2 separate regions of the Arabidopsis thaliana genome follow, and region 2 is linked to region 1. The links are chromatin contacts, called in public ChIA-PET maps. All regions are on one chromosome and are shown on one strand. Each heading gives the region's core, a stretch centred on a gene start, on an enhancer-like site or on the middle of the called end of the contact. The rest is flanking DNA. Distances are from core to core; before and after follow the strand shown.

The links. ChIA-PET counts read pairs in DNA pulled down with a chosen protein or histone mark.
Region 2: a contact with region 1 is called in an H3K4me3 ChIA-PET map of shoot, with 14 read pairs. The contact joins the promoter of AT5G28910 here to the promoter of GME in region 1. A contact is called at or near these places in 2 of 26 Hi-C or Micro-C datasets (root and seedling) and 2 of 2 datasets of contacts at active chromatin or transcription factors (seedling and shoot).

What each region holds. Positions count from the first base shown.
Region 1 is chr5:10,862,810-10,869,372 of TAIR10.1, reverse strand. It overlaps GME (GDP-D-mannose 3',5'-epimerase), which reads left to right and starts at 4,427. Exons shown (of 7, transcript NM_122767.4): 1 at 4,427-4,647; 2 at 5,348-5,758; 3 at 5,845-5,941; 4 at 6,019-6,148; 5 at 6,235-6,367; 6 at 6,446-6,563. The coding sequence starts at 5,349.
Region 2 is chr5:10,930,385-10,937,011 of TAIR10.1, reverse strand. AT5G28910 (alpha-(1,6)-fucosyltransferase) reads left to right here and starts at 3,824. Exons shown (of 5, transcript NM_122775.5): 1 at 3,824-4,054; 2 at 4,142-4,662; 3 at 4,750-4,997; 4 at 5,081-5,325; 5 at 5,496-6,443. The coding sequence starts at 4,900. The coding sequence ends at 6,379. AT5G28900 (Calcium-binding EF-hand family protein) reads right to left here. Exons shown (of 13, transcript NM_122774.4): 13 at 6,550-6,627. It also overlaps the pseudogene SADHU4-1, the pseudogene AT5G28916 and the pseudogene AT5G28917.

The DNA.
Region 1 (6,563 bases), core at 3,178-5,677:
TACATCTTTGTAAAAGAGTTGATGAAGATTTAAAAGATTAAATGGAAATTTGGATTGCCTTCATAATTTGAGAATTAATATATTATTGTTAAAATAATAGGCTCAATTAAGATTGTGTTTTGAGAATTAATTTCATAAATGTAGTTTGGATTTATGAACCTAGCAATATTTATATTTATTAAAGTTATATAAATATATTACAATATATTAATTTAATATATGCTTACATGTTCAAGAATATTATATCAGATAAAGTAATGCTATTTTCGTTTTCAAATTAATTAAATCAGTATATAACATATTTTGTATTTAAAGAAATATATATATATATATATTTATATATATATATATATATACTATTAATTGGTAAACATTTTGTGAACTACAACATTGTAAGGGTAGTTTAAAGAAAAATTCTTTCTAATGCCCTTTTCATGATGCCCCTTTTCAACTCTACCCTTTTATTTTATCCATATTTATTTCTACCATCTTTAAATTTTTAATGACCATTTTACCCTTATTTGGAAATTGTTTTAGGTTAACAAAATGAAATATTAATATTTTTCGCCTAAAATATTCTAAAACAAAATTTCCCGCCAAAACATTTCGAAAAAAAAATTCCCGCCAAAAATTTTCGAAAAATAATTTCCCGCCAAATTTTGTTTTCAAAAATAAATTTCCGACCAATTTTTTTTTTTTGGCGGGAAATAGATTTACAAGGTATTTTAAAAGAGTTTTCAAAGATTTACAAGGGATTTTAAAGGAGTTTTATAAGATTTACAAGGGATTTTAAAAGGGTGATTTACAAGTGATTTTAAAAGGGTTTTAAAAGGTTTACAAGGCATTTTAAAAGGGTTTTAAAAGATTTACAAGAGATTTTAAAGAGATTTTAAAGATTTACAAAGATCTTTTAAAGATTTTTAAAGGGTTTAAAATTTGTTTTAAAAGGATTTTAAAATATTTATAAGGGATTTTAAAAGGGTTTTACAATATTTACAATGGATGTTAAAGGGCTTTAAATGATTTACAAAGGATTTGTAAAGCTTTTTAAAGGGTTTAAAAGTGTTTTGAAAGATTTACAAGGGATTTTAAAACCTTTTAAAATTACTTGTAAATTTTTTAAAACCCTTTTAAAATCCCTTGTAAATCTTTAAAAACTCTTTTAAAATCTCTTGTAAATCTTGTAAAACCTTTTTAAAATCTCTTTTAAATCTTTCAAAACCCTTTTAAAATCCCATGTAAATCTATTTGCCGCCAAAAAATATTTACAAGGATTTTTAAAATCATTTTTTGGCTGAGGAAAAATCTGTTACGGAAAAAAAAATTGGCGGGAAATTGTTTTTTTGGCGGGAATTTTTTTTTATTTTTGGTGGGAAAAAAGTTTGGCGGAAACTTTTTTTTTGGCCGGAAAAACAAATTTTGGCGCCAAAAAATTGGCGGGAAAAGTTCAGTTTCCAATTACATGTTTCTATTAGATGATGGTAATTTGGTCATTTTATTCAAAGGAAAGGGTATTTTTAAAAATGGACAACATAAAAGGGTATTGTTGCAAAAGGGTAGTAAAAAAATAGTAGTTTTGCAAATCTCCCTAGTTTAAAACTAGGTAAATGAATTTTTGCATGAGTAATTTAGTAAATTAACAACTACTAAAATATAGAAATATCTTTAAAAATGCAAATATATTGTATGTTTAATTGAAAAATGCATATATGTAAACTAAATTATTTTCGTAAGATATTATTAGATATTTTCGAATATGGCAATCTAATAACAAATTATCATTTCGTTTAGATTTTAAAATCTTCCTTAACAAAACTATGCTAATTAAATCTCATTTGTATACATGACAAAAAAGATTTTTCAATTATGATTTTTCAGATATGAAAAAACATTTATTATATTTGTCGTATATAATCTAAACGAAATACTTCTATCATTTAAAATACAGCTTATTCAAAAACTTATTTTTTGGATTCTAAATATCTAGAAAATATTTCCAGGGTATATTAAAATATTTTAACATTTAATTAGAGTTTCAATGATATAAAGTTTTAGAATATATTTTTTTGTTTTTAAAAACGGGTAGTTTCATTATTTTAAATATATAATTAACCCAAATTTTTAATATATTTTTTAAAAAGAATTATAATAATTAATATATCTGATTGTTTTATTTAGAGCCAGATAAATTATTCAATTTCAAATCAAATAAATTATTTTATTTTGTATCAAATTGTTACAAGATTTTGGAATACACATTCTTCTAGAATTGATTATTTTCTTTTTGAAATAACATTAAAATAAATTTAAATACCAATGTTGTAATTTTAATGCAAATTTAAGGAACTATTGAATTTAGATCAAGATGACTAATTTAACTAATTACAAGCTATTTTTAAATTTACACAGTTTTTGCAATTAGTTCAAACTAATTCTCTAAATTTATTCACATTAAACTATCTCTTAGTTTTATGATATTGTTAAGATTTGTTTCTTGAAGTTAAGAAAGTTTATCAAATAAATTCAAATATATATATTTGATTAATTATATATTATATCAACAAGAGGATTTCTGGATTTGAGATAATATATCAAGTCGGTGTTTATTTATTTATATTAAATAGTAAATATAATTTTGTTTTCATATATGTGCACGTACACAAGAACAAATGTATGAGTATGACATATTATAGTTGATAGATCATTTATTTTTTCAATTTGTTTTCATGTTTTAATTTATGGTATGTTTACAAATTTTAACAAAGCATATGTTAATCCCCAAAAGTTACAGCTGTATCTGGTATTGTGTTTAAAGATAAGTAAAAATGAACTCGGAACATGATATTTAATGTAATATAACGAGAATAGGAATGACGAAAAAGGAACGACATAGAAGGAGCCAACACGGGATAAAAACATAGCTTTTAGATTACAACAAGTTACAATTTAAGCAAATTAACGTTTGCAATCAAATATGTAACATGTGTTTTCAATTTATACAGCATAAAAATGCTCAAAATAATAAATGTTATTATAGTATGCTTTATAATAGTTAAAATTTAAAAATAAACAAATGTAATTTAATATTTATGAACAAAATATTAAACAATAAGAAGAAAGAAGTCAATTAATTTTGTAATATTTTTATTATATCATATCATATAAAAATATACATGAATTATATTTGTGTTTGTCCCAAACAGGATATAGAGAATTTTTGCTTCCATCACGTTCTGTTTCTAATCGGAATACAAATTTTTTCTCATATTAGAAATGCATTCTCTTATGAGAAATAAATTGGAGAACGAGTAAGATATAATGGAACATGATAAAATTGAATGAGAATTACGCCTATCTCTAAATATTTATATTTCTCGCAAACGTATTTAATCATTTTAATGGTTTTATATACGGTTTGATAGTTTACAAGTTTAATAAAAATCTACCTGACCATTAACTCGAATCAGTTTGATCTCGGTTCGACCGTTTGATTGTTATGAACTTTAAAATACTACTAAAATCATTATTATTTCAAATATTTCAACCAACTAATATAGTTTAGGTTATATATATACTATAACTATATAAATAATTTTTAACATCAATCTAACTTATATTATATTTTAATTTAAGATTTTTTTTTCTAATTTACTCTTCAGTTTCAAACTCCAAAAATGGACTTATGGTTGCTCTTATGTCATAAACAAACATAAATAATATTTTATATTTTTATGTGTACATTATAATTATTCAATACAGTATATATCACTAAAATAACAAAATAATTATATATTTAATAAAAATTTATTACAACACATTTCTTAATATATGAAGATGTACTATTATTTGCAAATACAAAATATGTTAAATAGTGTTTTAGTTAATTAGAAAATAACAAAAATTAAAGTAATTTTTCTCAAAATAATAATTATTTAAAGATTAATTGCTTAATTATTTGAATTTTATAAGAATTTCCTTTTAATGTGTATTATATATATGTATGAATAAGACTAATTGAAAAATCTGTAATAATCTAGTAAAATTTGGACAATTATTTAAATGGATTAGAATCACAACATGACGGTTTCGTTAATAACACGCCAATATAAATATTTTATTAAAAAAACTTCTCAATTAATATATAGAATATACATATATTTATTATTTACAAATATTTTTATATATTGAAGCTAGAAAATAAAAAAATTATGAAATTGTTTGGTGCACCAATAAAGAAAATATTTAGTTTTTTTTTTTTTCTAAACTAAAACATTTCTTATTATCTATCTAAATACGATTCAACAAATAGTAAAAATAATATGCATAATATAAATCATCAAACCTAATAAAAAGTAATAAATCTTCTATAAAATCTCCTATTTTCTAAAAAACTCTCTACAAAAGAAGTATTAATTTTTTTTTTCGAAGGATTTTATTAGTTATAAAATAAATTTAACAGAAAGAGGCACAAATACCAATAGGAGTTGGAAAACTAAAACAACGAGTGGTGTTGCTCTCTCCATCTTCCTCTTCATCTTCTTCTGTTCTCTCTCTATAAATACAAGTTTACTCTTCCTCTTCCTCAAATCTCTGACTCTTCTCTGCATTATCTCTTCGATCTCTCCAACTCTCCAAAACCTTCCTCAGGTAAAAGATCCAATCTTCCTTACAATTCCACTAATCTAGGGTTTTAAAATCCCAGATTCCTGAATCAAAACTTCTCTGAGATCCGAATTTCGCAATTCTGTGTTTTTGGCTAATTTACGCCTCGCAATTTTGTGTTTTTCGCTAACTTACGCCGAATCCAATGCATCCTCTGTCAAAACTCTCTAAATCCCAAATCTTTTTACAGAAATTTATCACAAATTAGGATTCCACAGTGATTTCTAGCTTTCGCATGAGAGATCTTATTGTGTTTAACATATTTCTTTGCAATTTTGTGTGTTTTTGGCTAACTTAAGCGTCGCAATTTTGTGTGTTTTCACTAACTTACACCGAATCCAATGCATTCTCTGTCAAAACTCTCTAAATCCCAAATCTTTTTACAGAAATTAATCACAAATTAGGATTCTACAGTGATTTCTAGCTTTTGCATGAGAGATCTTATTGTGTTTAACAGATTTGTTTTGCAATTTTGTGTGTTTTTGGCTAACTTACGCCTCGCAGTTTTGTGTTTTTCGCTAACTTACGCCGGAATCCAATGCATCAATAATCTTACCTCTGTCAAAACTCTCTAAATCCCAAATCTTTTTTATAGAAATTTATCACAAATTAGGACTCTACAGTGATGTCTAGCTTTTGCATGAGAGATCTTATTGTTTTTAACAGATTTGTTTTGTTAATGTAGAATGGGAACTACCAATGGAACAGACTATGGAGCATACACATACAAGGAGCTAGAAAGAGAGCAATATTGGCCATCTGAGAATCTCAAGATATCAATAACAGGAGCTGGAGGTTTCATTGCATCTCACATTGCTCGTCGTTTGAAGCACGAAGGTCATTACGTGATTGCTTCTGACTGGAAAAAGAATGAACACATGACTGAAGACATGTTCTGTGATGAGTTCCATCTTGTTGATCTTAGGGTTATGGAGAATTGTCTCAAAGTTACTGAAGGAGTTGATCATGTTTTTAACTTAGCTGCTGATATGGGTGGTATGGGTTTTATCCAGAGTAATCACTCTGTGATTATGTATAATAATACTATGATTAGTTTCAATATGATTGAGGCTGCTAGGATCAATGGGATTAAGAGGTTAGTTAGATTTTGTTTTCTTCGGTTTTCGCAGTTTACGGTTTCTTAAAACAAGTTAAAAAGATTGGATTTTTTGTTTGCTTTAGGTTCTTTTATGCTTCGAGTGCTTGTATCTATCCAGAGTTTAAGCAGTTGGAGACTACTAATGTGAGCTTGAAGGAGTCAGATGCTTGGCCTGCAGAGGTTTGTGATTATTTTTTATATGTTCTTGCTAAAGATTTATGAGTCTTTTCTTATGTGATGTTTTGATGCTGATATAGCCTCAAGATGCTTATGGTTTGGAGAAGCTTGCTACGGAGGAGTTGTGTAAGCATTACAACAAAGATTTTGGTATTGAGTGTCGAATTGGAAGGTTCCATAACATTTATGGTCCTTTTGGAACATGGAAAGGTAGTATACAGATAAACAGTTTCCGTACTTTGTGTGAATGATTAGTTGTTTACTATTGGGATTAATATTTGCTTGGATCAACTTAGGTGGAAGGGAGAAGGCTCCAGCTGCTTTCTGTAGGAAGGCTCAGACTTCCACTGATAGGTTTGAGATGTGGGGAGATGGGCTTCAGACCCGTTCTTTTACCTTTATCGATGAGTGTGTTGAAGGTGTACTCAGGTGAGGGTATCTCCTGATGTTGATGAAGTTGTATGTTAGACGTAATTGGCTGATATTTTCGTCATTTTTGTTTTATAGGTTGACAAAATCAGATTTCCGTGAGCCGGTGAACATCGGAAGCGATGAGATGGTGAGCATGAATGAGATGGCTGAGATGGTTCTCAGCTTTGAGGAAAAGAAGCTTCCAATTCACCAC
Region 2 (6,627 bases), core at 2,575-5,074, 68 kb before region 1:
GTACTTCAACTGCTGATCATGTATTAATATAAAGATAGTTTCTAAGTTAAATTGCATCATTATACTTTGATATATAAAACAAATACATTAATATATATTTAGGCAAGAGCATGGGCTACAAGTTTTGCTATAGCTTTTGCGAACATACCTAATCCAATTTTTGCAAACACCCTAAATCCTTCTAATGCTAATCAGGTATATGATTTTTATATACTAATTTCGTAAAAAACCTTTTTAATGAGATTGAGTTCGATACTACGCCATTTTCTCGCTTTCTGTAGCAAATTCTAAGTTTCATACACTAATATGTTTTTTTTCTCGAGCAATAAGTGATGATGCTAATGTTAATTCAAACGGTGGAAACACTTCTAATGATCATGATCAACATTAGTATAGCAATATTTCTTATCAACTTTCGTTTATTTTTGTTTTATGGATTTGCATTATGGATAAATTATGTAATCTATTTTCTAATTTATGTATTAGATAAAGTTTATTTTTAATTACGTTTTTGTTTCTAAAAAAGGCAACCAAATAGGCTTTTTTAATAGAAATAGATATAATTTCACATATGTGAATAAAAATAATATTTTCATCAGTTTTTAACCGAAACAGGTATTATTTTACATCGCCAACTTAAATAATATAATTTGTAAAATCAATTAGCAAAATTGACACTTATTGATTTAGCTTAATCTCGATTATTTAACTTTTTGTGTGAAAAAGAGCTTTGTGAATTTGATCCCTAAGTACTACAACTGACCTCTTATTTGAGAAAGCGGTCGAGGGTAATTTGATCCATATCATTTTTCTTCTGTCTTAGAAGGATAGTCGGATGCATTGGATCAACAACGAGGAAGATCATTCTTCTACAAGTGGTTGGGTGTTCTTACTTAAAGGAGGTGCCATTTCATGGGCATCAAAGAAACAAACTTGTATTACAAATTCGAATATGGAATCGGAATTTGTATCATTAGCAGCTGCGGGGAGAGAGGCAGAATGGTTAAGAAACTTAGTCTCCGAGATTCTTGTGGCTGAAATCGGTTTCACTCATTTCTATCCACTGTGATAGTCAAGCTACTTTGGCTAAGGCTTATAGCCAGTGTATAACGGTAAGTCGCGATACCTAGGCGTTAGACATAGCGCAATACGTGAGTTAATCATCCATTGGGTGATTACTATAGAATTTGTTCGGAGCCTACAAAATCTAGCGGATCACTTAAAAAAAAGGATTAGCTAGAGACATGGTGATCAAGTAGGCTAAAGGAGTGGGATTAAAGTCCATTTAGACTTTTTAATTGTGGAATACCCAATTCCCCTCTAATACAACGTTAGAGGCTAAGTTCAATTCGGAAAGCCCATACTTAGAGATTGAAGCACTGGTTTATATCATCCCAAAGTAAGTGCTTCGATCTCCAAGAAAATGTTAGGTTAAACTTTTCTTCTTAATAGATCTTTTGAAAAATTACATTTTGCAGGTGCAAAAGATTAAAAGATCTACCTATATGAGTTTGAAGTGTAGCGGCTTCAAAAAGCTCGGACTTATCTTTGTATACACTCAAAAAAGGATAAGGACACATAACTTATAATAGTGTCAAGGCTAAACGCTTAGACTAGTGGGTGAATTCGTGTGTGTTTTATCTTCATGTGTTCAAATGAGTCGAAGGATTCAATCCGTAAGATGCACATCGTCAATTAAGTTTGGATGTGTAATATTACTAATATGTAAATTCTATATATTTATATTTATGCATGAGTTTGGTTTATGTGTTTATGTGTTGGATATTTAAGTGTAAACTACTTAAATCAACGGTTATTTATTTAACCATTGCAATTGTTCATTTTATGGTTATATTATAAATGTACGGTTTCAAACATACGTTATAACTTTCCGACCATATATAACTCTGTTTTCTTGTGTTAAAAACAAAGTAAACAAGAGAGAACAAGAGAGATTCAGGAAACTAAAGATTGAGAGAATCTTTAGTGAAACACACAAAACTTTTATTTATTTCTCTTGTATCTAGCCTAGAACAATATAAAGTACTTTGATTGTCATATCTTAGGAGATATTTCGTGTAACCCAAAGTTTGAGAAGGATAATACTCTTAAAGAAAAATGCTTCCAAACACGTTTTAATCATTGATTATCAAAGTTCACGTTCATTACATCCCCGAGATACAATGTCGATCTACAATAAATGTCACAAAGATATCAAAAATAAAACAATAATATACCGTTGGCATGATTTAAATTGTTGGTATATTTTTTCACTTGGACAATCGTTCCTCTACTGTTCATTTCTCTCTCTCTTTCTGAAGCTTTTTTCAATTTCTTAGATCTACTTTGTTTTTCACCTTCGTTCTTCATGGTAGGTCCTAGATTTGCAAGATGATGCAGGAGTGAGGCAAGCTTACTTCTCCGACATTGGAGTGGTGTGGTTTTTCCGTTTAGCGTGGCAGCGGTGGCCCTTTCTTGGCGGACGAGAGGCTTCTCTTCCAAGTCTTCCTGGTTATGGATGTCAGTGAAGATCGGTGGAGTCTTTCTTGGCTCAACCGATCGGATAGAAGCTGTAGTTGTGGCGGAAGACGCTGCGGATAGGTGGGTTTCCGGTGCGTGTTTGATGTTTAACGGCAGATCCAGTTTTGGATCTGAGATGGCTTATGCGGGATTTGGTTGTGGAGGGGTTGTCTGAGCCTTCACCCTTCCCTAACCGCCGTGTTTTTGTCTCCATCGGACGAGATTGAAGATTGCTTTGCTTCTGGAAGATTTTCAGAGCTACGGTTTTGGAGGTCAGAGGCTTGGAAATGAGTGGTCATTTTGCTAGGTTGGGGGATCGACCAAATTGGGTGGCCGAGAGTCGGAAACTGGATTTATTCCGTAAAGCTTGGTGCAGGTCCGGTCATTGATAAGAGATTTGCGTCAGGATTCATATGCTCCGGTCCTTGTTGTCGCTCTGGTGGCTGTGTTGCAAAGTAGTGGGCTTTGTATACGACAGTATTATTAGATCTGTTCGCTGCCTCCGTTTCACTGCCCAAATCCAACTATGCCTTCTCTTTTTCCGGTAACCGGAATTTTTTCTGTTTTGTAACTGTTGAATATTGTCGAACCGCTTCACGTTACTTATGTAAACAATTTCCCACATTTTTGGTTAGTCTTAGCTCTAAATAATATCTGATATAAAATAGAAAAAAAAAAAAAAGAATATTGTATTTGCTAGGCCTATGTCCAATTGGAAGTGTGCTTTATATATTTTTTTTAAAAATGATTTAAATTGTTTTTTTTTTTTCGAGGAAAGGCTTCCATTCAATTTGTTGATACGCAAAGGAAGAAAAAGAAGAGAAATTCTCATTATTATCCCGTGTTTTATACTAAACTTTTAAATCAAGTCATTTCTACTTTTTCATGGAACCATACGAATCGTAGTTAATTGCTTCACCAAACATCAAAATAAATAACTGAAAACTAAAAAAACAAAAAGAGTGACAATATTACGTCTTGCCACAACACAACAAAACACAACCTCGCTCACATCAAAACTCTCTTGTCACTTCTATGTCCTAAGAAACTGAGCTTCAAAGTTAGTTTCTCAATGCATTTTCTCTTTTCTTTCCCTTTCCATGATTTTCAACAAAATTATAAGTAAACAAATGTCCACAGATATTTCTTTGTGGGTGGATTCTTTGCTTGTATGTAGTGGATTTGTGTTATGATTCTCTGCCTCATTTTCAGACCAGCTGGTTAAAAGGCTTTTTGTTCTTTCTCTCTTTATAATCCAAGTGTCATTTTTTCATCGAAATTCATAATTCCCTTTGTTTTTAATGGAAAATAGATTTTAAATACAGTTCAAAAATGTTTTTAAAATAATTGAGGTCTAGATACGCTCAACGGTTATGCTCTTCTCTCCTTTAATATCTCCATAATTGTATAACAATCCGTTTCATAGGTTTCTCCTCTCTCTTCTTCTTTTCTCCTTGTTAAATAATATTCAAATTTTTTTCCTTATTCAGCTAGAAAGACTGATAATTGTACTAAGGTTCATCAGATTTTGAAGGTGTTTTTTTTTTTCCTTTATGGCATTATGGTTTGATCTATTTTAATGAGAATTTTTATTTACCTTTTGTTATTTTCTCTGTTGCAGGAAATGAAGAAAATGGACCACTGATGAAAGTAGGAAACAAACTTAATTTGATAGAACCATCTTGATCTTTCTTTTTTTCCACAAAAGATATATTTTTGTCTTAGAAAAGAAACAAAAAGTTGGAGAAATATCATGTGATTTCTGGTTGATAGTTGGTAAAAGTGTGGCTACAAAAGAAAGCATTTTCCGAGAAAATCTTTTGTTTTCTTAAGAAAAAATTTCAGTTACAAAATAGAAGGAGAAGAAATTGGGTTTGGTTATTTAGTGACCAATATAGAGAAAAACTAGAGTTAGTATGAGCATGAAGTCATTAGAAAGAGTGGTTTCAGAGAGAGCATTAAAACTTGGAAATTCATTTCCATGTCAAATATGTGTAGTTGGGTTTCTATGTGGAATCTGTCTCACTTCACTCTTCTTAGCTGCTCTCACTTCTCTTGGCACCTTCGAATTCGCCGCCTTCTCCTTCACCTCCTCTTCCTCTGTTTTTCCTCCTTGCAATTCCTCCACCTCTCACATCATCAGTGAGTCTCAAAGATTTTGATTTTTGGTAACTTCTTATGTATGTTTTTTTTTTTGGTTTTTGGTAATGAAAATTTGTTGATATGTAGATATGGTTGCAAGTATAGACCGGAAACTGAAATGGAAGAACAAAGTTGAGATAGAAGAAGAAGATGAAGTGAAACTTTTGGTCTCTGCTTGGGATAATTTATTACTAAATGAAGAAGACTTCTTGAAGAAGGTAGGTATTAACAAATCCGATGTACCAAATGGTCCACATTTGGAGAATTGTGAGGAGAAGGCTCGAGTTAGGGAGCGTTTGGATACACGTTTGGCGAACTGGACACTTCCTCCTTGGGTATGCTTCTTCTTTTTCTTGTTCTTTGTCATCAAGCAATTAGTATGGTGAATGAACAATCAAAAGCTTGTGTTTTAGATCAGTGGAGGAGATGAAGAGAATTATCCGTTAACGAGGAGAGTGCAAAGAGATATATGGATTCATCAGCATCCTTTGGATTGCGGAAACAAGAGTCTCAAGTTCCTTGTAGCTGATTGGGAAACACTTCCTGGTTTTGGAATAGGAGCTCAGATAGCTGGAATGACTGGTCTACTCGCGATAGCTATAAATGAAAACCGAGTGCTTGTTGCAAATTACTACAACCGAGCAGATCATGATGGTTGCAAAGGTACATAAAGGCTTTAATCCTTTGAGTCTTCACTCTAACATATAGCAGCAACTATCACAAATTACATCTTCTTGGTTAATCTTCTTATCAAGATGTTTTAGACGCTGAAAAGTGTATATAAGAACCAAACTTTGGATTTGATTTGGTGTTTCTCTTTTGTTTTGATGCAGGTTCTTTTCGTGGAAACTGGTCTTGCTATTTTCTACAGGAAACGTCAGAAGAGTGTCGAAAACGAGCCTTTGCGATTGTGAAGAAGAGAGAAGCGTGGGAGAGTGGGATTGTTACAGGGAAACAAAATTATAGCACAAAGGAGATTTGGGCTGGGGCTATACCAAAGCAATGGGGTAAGCCTTGGAGTTATATGAAGCCAACTACAGAAATCAACGGAAGTTTAATCTCCAATCATCGGAAAATGGATCGGAGATGGTGGAGAGCACAAGCAGTGAGATACTTGATGAGATATCAAACAGAATACACTTGCGGTTTGATGAACATTGCTCGAAATTCCGCGTTTGGAAAAGAAGCTGCCAAGATTGTTCTTTCAGCTGGAGATTGGAGAAAGAAGAATAAGAAGATGAGGACAGAGATTGAGGAACAGGTGTGGTCGGATCACAAGCCGTGGCTTCCAAGGCCAATGCTGAGTGTTCACGTACGGATGGGAGACAAAGCATGCGAGATGAGAGTCGCAGCTTTAGAAGAGTACATGCATTTAGCTGATCGGATCAGAGATCGGTTTCCAGAGCTCAACAGGATCTGGCTCTCTACAGAGATGAAGGAAGTGGTGGACAGAAGTAAAGATTATGCTCACTGGAGATTCTATTACACGGAAGTGGCAAGACAAGTCGGTAATAAGTCGATGGCTGAGTATGAAGCGAGCCTCGGGAGAGAGATGAGCACAAACTATCCTCTGGTTAACTTCTTAATGGCGTCAGAAGCTGATTTCTTCGTCGGAGCATTGGGTTCCACTTGGTGTTTCCTCATCGATGGTATGAGGAATACGGGTGGGAAAGTCATGTCTGGTTATCTCAGTGTCAATAAAGATCGGTTCTGGTAACTTTGCGAGTTCCACACTATGTACATAATAAGACTCCTCTCCTTTTTTCTTCATCTGTTGCACAAAGAGTTTTCAGTATAATAAAGGGAGGTTTGGTTGACAAACAGTTCAGAGCAACCGCAAACCAACTAAACCGATTCCGATGTGAAGATTTGAAGATCAACTGAACAGAGCAAAGTGGCTTTTCCTTAAGAATTTCACAAATAAAAAGACATCACTTCAAGATCAATAGTAATAACACAACCAAC